Linked DNA regions of Anas platyrhynchos: region 2 is linked to region 1. A link is a contact called in public Hi-C data. All regions are on one chromosome and are shown on one strand. The core of a region is the stretch at or near the end of the contact, and the rest is flanking DNA. Distances in the headings are between cores, read along the strand shown.

The links. A called contact is a pair of places that touch in the nucleus more often than the background predicts.
Region 2: a contact with region 1 is called in a Hi-C map of subcutaneous adipose tissue, with 2.7 times the contacts expected there. The contact joins two enhancer-like sites. A contact is called at or near these places in 2 of 8 Hi-C or Micro-C datasets (liver and subcutaneous adipose tissue).

The regions. Positions count from the first base shown.
Region 1 is chr18:8,483,936-8,487,766 of IASCAAS_PekinDuck_T2T, forward strand. It overlaps COL5A1 (collagen type V alpha 1 chain), which reads right to left. Exons shown (of 66, transcript XM_038165150.2): 8 at 3,598-3,747; 9 at 3,217-3,273. Among named protein-coding and RNA genes, the nearest start is that of COL5A1, 93 kb to the right of the region's middle. Within about 2 kb of position 1,661, at least 1 of the 8 cell types and tissues checked has an H3K27ac peak or open chromatin away from gene starts, as enhancers often do. A contact at or near this core is called in subcutaneous adipose tissue, where this site is marked.
Region 2 is chr18:8,624,756-8,628,586 of IASCAAS_PekinDuck_T2T, forward strand. LOC119713097 (a long non-coding RNA gene) reads right to left here. Exons shown (of 4, transcript XR_011804001.1): 1 at 2,288-3,831. Among named protein-coding and RNA genes, the nearest start is that of COL5A1, 48 kb to the left of the region's middle. Within about 2 kb of position 2,131, at least 2 of the 8 cell types and tissues checked have an H3K27ac peak or open chromatin away from gene starts, as enhancers often do. A contact at or near this core is called in subcutaneous adipose tissue, where this site is marked.

The DNA of each region.
Region 1 (3,831 bases), core at 411-2,910:
TGGGCAAAATGGTAGAATAATGTTATTTCATTCCTTTTAATCTAAATATTTTGTCATAACTTTAAATCAGATCTATCATGCACTCAGTAGAATTGAGAGGTGTTTTTTGGTTTTTTTTTTTTCATTTTCCCCTCATTGGTATGTAAGAGGCAGGGAAAAAAACCTCCCAATAAGCCAGGCAAACGTTTTCCAGCAGGCATCAGGATGCTGTGCTGGGCAGAGTCCCACAGCCAGCGCTGCCTTTATCTCAGGACCAGTGACCACGCACCCAGTGGGCACCTCACTCGAGCCAAAGCGCTTTCAGCCCTTGCCAGCTCCTCTGTGGAACTGGGGAAATCGCTCCCAGGGGATGCAAGCAGCCTAGGAAAGCCTGCAGATCCCCACGGGCTTGCCTGGGAGAAGCCTGGGGGAAGCAAGCGCTTGGTCTTGGGCCACCCTTGGCTGGGCTCTGGTGCTAAAAGCATTGACTGAGCCCACGGCAGCCACGGGAGCAAACAGGGCTGAGCTGAACGGGTCTGAAATGGGGAGAAGAAAACCCAGGCCTGCCCCCAAAGCCACAGTGCCTAACCCCAGAGGAGCAAAAACTAGACCAAACATGCTGGCAGGAGCCAGCCTTGCTTCCATTGCTGTTTCAGCACCATTAATGCAGGGCCAGCGTTATTTGCTGTCCCTCCCCACTCCCATACTCTCCATTACCATGTCGTTTAAATCCGCTTTCCGCAGATTTAGGTGCATTTGGGAGATGTTCTACTAGCACCTGTGTTGTTCTTTGTGGGTAAAGAGAACAGCCCACGGCCTTTGCTCCATCCCCGTTCTGAGAGCAGTGTCACTGACCGCCACGGAGCCACAGCCCTCTTTTGGGTGTAAATTAGGGGGAAACCTTACACAGCACTGCCCCAACCCTCACTAAGTGAGCTATTTGCTGCTGTGGGCTAGCAAGATGTGGCAAGCTAAGCCGACAAAGAAGGCTCCCCGCAGGAATGACATCTGCTAAGCACCAGCTCCTTTTCAGTCCCCAACGAGGACGTTGCTCAGAAAACCCCAGAGCTCCCAGCAAGCCCACAGGGGCACCCTCAGTCCCATCCCTGGTGACACCGAGACCAACGATGGCACATTTTGGTGTGGCAGGCTCTGAAACACAAACCGATGCCAACCCTTCCCTTCACCAGGCTAGTAAATGTCTCCAGCCTGGTGCTGAGAGCCACAACCCACCTCTGTCCCCCCCCAGGGCTTTTTTTTGGGGCTGCTGGATGCCAGCATCACCACGGCCTGAGCATACACAGCACCAGGGCTTTCCATGGCTGGCTGCAGGATGCTCCCCGGCACGGTGGGGTCTGGGCTAAGGAGCCAATTCACAACGCAAACATCCTCGGCATCTCCCCGTATTTATCTGTCGGTTTACGTTGAGCCCTAGCTTTAGGGACATCTGGAGAGCCTCCTCGGCAAGGGATCTCAGCTGTTTACACAACGGGCTCAGCAACACGAGGGGCAGAAACACGAGGAGGCTCTGGGAGCAGCCAGGCAGGGCAGGACACCCCATAGATGGGACACGAGGGGGGTCCCAACATCCCCGTGCCCCCAAGCAGGACCATCCTCACCCCACTCCTGTGCTGCCCTGCTGCCTCCAGCGAGCGTCAGCACCGAGCAAGGATTGAGGGCCGGGCGGCGTGAATGAAAAGCTGAGAAAATTCGGCAGAACCCGCCTTCCCTGCTTGGTTTTTATTTCCCCTGTTCTGCTGCAGCCCCGATCAAAACGGAGATAAGGAGCACGGCGAATGTGAATTTCTCTCTCCGCCGCGGAGGAACCGAGCGGAGAGGAGCGAGGCAGCATTTGGTCTTGTTTACTTTCTGGCAAAAAGCTATACGTGGCTCCAGTGTTTTGAAATAGCAAAGGCAGCCAAATTCTTTCTGGATGATTAAACTTAACTATTTTGTTCGCTCTGTAACGTTTCGGATTGGTTCTGGCCGAGGGCAGGCTGCTGGGGCTGCCTTTCCCCGCGTCTTTCTGCTCGCCCCCCACCCTCCCCGCGCCGCGGTTCAGCGCATCGCTCGCTCCCTGCCCTTTGTTTGCAGCCCGAGAGCGGGACCCAGAAGGGAAAGGGAGGAAGGAAGGCTCGGAGATGCTTTTATCAAGCATACGGGGAGGCTTGCAGAGCCCTGCTGCTGCCCCCTCAGCTCCTCCATGGCCCCACCGGCACCAGCAAAGTCTCCTTGAGAGGGAAAGGGAGGAAAAATGCAAAGGAAAATGAGGGGCTGGGGGCGATGGGAAGTGCTGCTGCCACGCTGGGCACTGCACGGGCCCTCTGCCAAGGGAAATTAGGTTAATTGAGCTGCTGGTGTGCAGCGAGCCTGTGCTTGGCCCTTCAGGGACGCTGCTGACGGGGTGACCGCAGGGATGCAAAGCCCCCGGTTCCTGTCCAGGGGCACCGTGGTGCCCAGCGAGGGGCAGACACACATTAACTGCCCAAACTGAGCCAAAAGTGGCTGTCCCAGCACGAGCAGGGCTGGGGACTGCAGAGCCTCCAACCCTGTGCACACCTACAGAGGGATGCTCGCTTGGAAACCCACATTTTCTGCAGACTGCAAAGGGCACGGGCAGTTTTTACTGTTCTTCAGAAAGGAAAAAAAAACAGCTCGGGAGTGGGCCAGGGCAGAATCGTAACGAAGGAAAGTGTTGAGTTTCCCTCCTGGGACAGCACAGGGCTCCTCTGGAAGTGCAAGGCTGGGAGGAGCCAGGAGCAGGAGGAAGAGCAAGTCTCTCCACTCAGCTCCCACCCCATGTGCAGTGGGAACCCTTTTATTTCCACAGAGCCGACCCCATTAGCTGCACCATTAAAGGCGGCCCCGAGCTGTAGGTTCAGGTCAGGATGGGACCTGGCCACCAGCTGCGGAGGTCCTCAAAATCCCACAGAGCTGGGGACGGCCTCTGCCAGGCACTTCCATTTTACACGGCCTGGGTTGTTACGGCGAATGAGAGATGTCATGGGAAATTCTGCACTTCCTTCCTAATTTAGGCTGCTTTGTGAAATTAAAAAAAAAAAAAAAAAAGAAGAAAGATTACAGGATTTTATATTAAAATGAAGCAAGTAATTATTTCATGGGAAGTTTTCCTCCCAGCTACACGGCAGAATACAGAGCACCAAATCACACAGAGCACACCCCTTACACCTTTTTCCTTGGGAGATAAAAAGAAAAAAGAACAGAGATCGTCCTTACCGGCTCAATAATCGCAGGCTCCCCCTTCTGTCCTTTCTCACCCCGCGGACCCCCAATCTGCAGCACGGGACAGAAAAAGAAGGGTAAAGAGTTGAGAACGTCGCTCACACCACCAACACGGCCCCACACAGGACCTGGGGATGTTTCTGCCACCAGAGGACTGCAGGTTTTTGTAGGGCAGAAATGGGGCACCTCCACCTAACCAGGTCATGGAGCCATCTCCCGTGCAGCAAGCACATCCATCACGGTGGATGAACCCAAATGGGATAGGACCACTGCCTTTTGCAGCACTCATCTCTATGATATCACTGTGGGAACGTTCAATAACATTAAATAAAAACGTTTTGAGCTACGTTTATGTCCAATGGAAGAAGCACTCACCCCTTCGTATATGGTGTCCTGGTTCGCAGGCATCCCCGGCCCAATGTCAGGAGACACGGTTCTGTCGTAGTAGTTGTAGTAATTCCCATCATATTCTTTTATTGTTTCCTCGGTGAAATCTTTATCCAGGTCGTCTCCTTCTTGAGGGTTCTGAAAGCAAGAGGAGGAACACGTCAGGATGTGAACTTCTATAGGATGCACGCGCTGAAAACCTCAGGGTAGACAGTGGGTTTG
Region 2 (3,831 bases), core at 881-3,380, 140 kb after region 1:
TTACCAACATGAGGAGCACAGAGCGGGGATTTCAGCCTCTTGCCCCTACCTTGGGGCAATTCCCTTGGGTTCCACCAACCCCTGCCTGGGTAGGGTTCGAGTCAGTGCGGCGAGGGAATGCGATGCCACGAGGGAACGTGATCCCTCAAAGAGAGCACTCACTTTTTGCACCCTCAAAGAGAGCAGCAGCACGAAGGGCAGGTTCCCCTCATCCTGCCACACGCTGAGCCCAAACCCTTTCCCTGGTAAAACCACAGCCAAGCAGAGAGCAGGGAACTGCCCCGATTCCCAGCCGGGACTCCACTGGGAATTCACCCGGCTTGGCACAGAGGTGCCCCAGCACCTCCAGCACCCCCAGGGGCTCAGGAGGGACCCAGAGCATCCCTCCTCGGGGTGCCCCAGCTGCTGGGTGCCCGCTGCCCGGCGAGGTGCTCCAGGAGCTGGGGAAAAGGCAAGCGTTAGCACCATCTAGTGATGCTGGCTGCGGGGCTGGCGGGCAGGCTTTGGTGCTCAGGGTGTCCCGTCCCAAGGACAGGGTGAGGGGACAGTGCCAGAGGCAGGGAACTGGGGTAATCCCACCCCAGGGGTAGGTGTGGGGTGGTGGGAATGCTCTGGGCTGTGCTCACTGAGCACCCCACAGCTCGGGCTGGGACACCGGGACCCTGCCCTGAAGGTGCAGAGGATGCTGATGGCAGCAGGATCCTGCCTGGGCTCCCGGGACGTGGTGGCATTTACTAGCAAGGGTCTTGGGGGAGCAGGTAATTTTCTCCAGGAGCCATTCCCCAGAACCATGTGAATTTACCAATCTCAGCTTTCATTTGAAAGCGCTTATTGGAAATGTTAGGGAAATACGAGTGAAAGGAGTGGCAGGACTTCAAAGGTGAAAAGCCAAGTGAAGGATGCGCTAGATACTGAATTTTAGAGATGAGCTGTAAAAAGACAGCTTTACTTAATGAAAAATTTCACAATATCAAGGGTCAATGTGGCCTGTTTCATACTAAAAGCAAAATTGTTAAAAGTCACAAGATTTGCCCAGAAAATCATCCCTGCCCAGGATGTGCATCTCTGAGACTGGGGCGTCTCCAGGCTGGTTTTGTAAAACTGCGCTTCGAGCACTGAAGTGGCACCAAAAGCCTGCTCTGCTCTCACACTTTTGGAGGGAAGTTGATTTTATTTTAAAGTCACAGCTTTCAAGATAAACCTCATGGTTTCTGGTACCAGACTGGGATCAGAAATGATGCACTTTGCTAACAAATCTCTTATCCTGGCAGCCACTGGGCTCCTAACACCTCATATTCATCATATTCCAGTGTTTTGCCCAATTGCAACTGAATTCCCAAGCACCCTGTCCCCGAAAGAGCTGGTACCTAAAACACAACTAGGAGCAGCCAGGCAATTTGACAATTTTGGCAAAAGCATGGATAAATGCAGTTATTATAATAGCAGCGAGCATTAGGGAAAGGATTTCCAGCCTCACTCTTTAGGGTTTAGGTTGATCTGTCGTTATTGAAGACCAGGACGAGACTTAATATCAGCAGGCACATGGCTCTGCCTGCTCCCAGAGCAGTGCATTTGACTGCTGTAAGAGCTGCAGGTGGGTTTCAAGACCCATTTAACCTGGGATTTCCCATGTCCTCCCCGAACAAGGTCTGACCATATCACCCACAGAGCATCACCTTGCTTTAGCCTGCACCCGACGCTGTCTGCACCTCCCCTGTGCCGATGCCTCTGTGAGAGGTGAGCATTTTGTCCCTCTGAGCAGGAAGGCAGCTGCCCAGCCCACAAATTCCCACTCCCCATCAGTTTGGGACCCGCAGCAGTGCTGTGCTTGGCTTTGCTCTGCTCACAGCCCAGCCCATGAAGGGGACAGCCCGAGCACAGGGCTGCTGCCCACGCCTCCAAAACTGAGCCCAAGCTCTTGCTGCCAGCTCCATGCTGTCTCTCCCTTTGGAAAGGAATCCACGGCGTGTCCCTCGGCTGACAAGCAGTCCCCCCCGTGTCCAGGGGCCCACTGGCCCTTTCCTAGGTGAGCTAAGCGAGCACAAACGTCCTGCCTAAACAGCACCGGAGAGGAGGCAGCTGGAGCCGAACGCGCGGTTCTTGTGCAGGCTCCCTTTCCAGTGAGTCATAAAAGTTCCTTGGCAGCTGCCTCTGTGTATCTAATTGGGATCAGGTTAGGGGCAATGTGGATAGCTGAGGATGGAAAATATGTGTCGGATTTACTCCTCTGTCCCACCACTGATCTGAGGGCTTGGGAACTCTGCTGCTGGAGCCCTGTGCTACTCACCAGCTCCTTTCTCTCCGTGCAGAGCCGTGCAGGGTCCAGGGGCTTGTTCTGCTCCTCATTCCCTGCCAGAGGCTGTCCTTCGCCCTTCTCCACGTGCCCCTCCACATCCCCCTTTTAACCCAAGGCAGAAGCATTGCCTTGCCACGTTGGCTGGGCAAAGAGGCGGCCACAGAGCTGGGGGAGCTGGGCACAGCAGGAAGCAGCCTCGGGTGCCGCAGGCACTCGGCATGACTCACATTACCCAGGCCACAAAAGAGGCGTGAGGACTGAGCCTTTTCCATCTCCTTTTTGTCTGGGAGCAGCGGCACTGGCAGTCCCTGCCCCTCTCAGCAGGCAGATGGGGAGCAGCAGCATCCTCCTGCCCCTCTCGCAGAGTTTTGCTGGCTAGCAGAGACACGGCAGAGCTCTTGTTCACAAAAAACATAGTAATTCCCCCCAAAACATCCCTCTGGACCCACAGCGAAGGGAAGAAGGACCAGCACAAAGCTCTTGGAAAGAGATTCCCAGGAAATGGAGACACCAAATAGCCCCTGAAATCCCGACAGAGATGGAGCTCTTGGCAAAGTGCAGAGCCATGCTTTATAATAGATCTATATTTGGTTGAGAGAAAGAAAAGCCCCTCTAAGGAGCCTCTGCTTTCAAGGCAGAAACGAACACCCTGCTTTGAACAGAGCCTGAACAGAAAAAAAAAAAAAAAGAAAAAAAAAGAAAAAAAAAAAAAGAAAAAAAAAGGGGAGGGGGGGGGGAGAACTCTACAGAAAACTCCTAAGAGGCTGCAAACTTCTGCCCTTCTCCTGTGTACAAAAGAAATCCACCGGGCTCTGCCCATCAGCTCACCATCACCACCCAGGACACAGATCCTCACCAGGCCTGTGGGCAAAGGACAGAGCCGATTGCTCTTTTCACAGCAATTTCTCTGCCTGAAGTGGACACTTTGAGAGAAAAAAAGGGAAGTGAGCAGAGCCCATACAGTCTCACGGGGCCAGATGTGGGACATCTCCCTGCCAAGCTCCCGGCTTGCATCTTCCCCCCGTGTCCCCTTCTTGGCAGACACCTCCAGGGGCTCCTCGAGGTGGAGCACATCTCACTTTCTCCTTTTTCCCTACAAGGGTGTTGAAGACCCTAGGAAAAGCATGGATTTGGCTTTAGTGCTCCCACACTGACAATCCTGAGCTGTCAACACAGCATCTTAAAAGATCTTCTCACCCGGCTTAGCCAAGGAGGATCGGTGCTGGGGCTGCTCCGTGCCAGACGGGGCTCACTTGGTGATTTCCCTGCTGCTCAATGGGGCAGTTCCCCACGGGGCTGGGAACTGGGAGCAACAGCACCATCCCAATCCAACCTCATCACAGCCACTGGAGTCCATATGGGACTAGTTCCCACACCAGCCTCCAAATGCCTAGGGCTGCAGAGGGATGGCCAGGAGGGAAGGGTTATTTTGGGCAGAGGGGAAGGTGCAAGCAAGGCTCATCCCAGCAGGGAGGATGCTCTGGGGGCTGTTTTTAGAGCTCATTGCTGGATGTTCCTGGCTGCCAGCCCGGCAG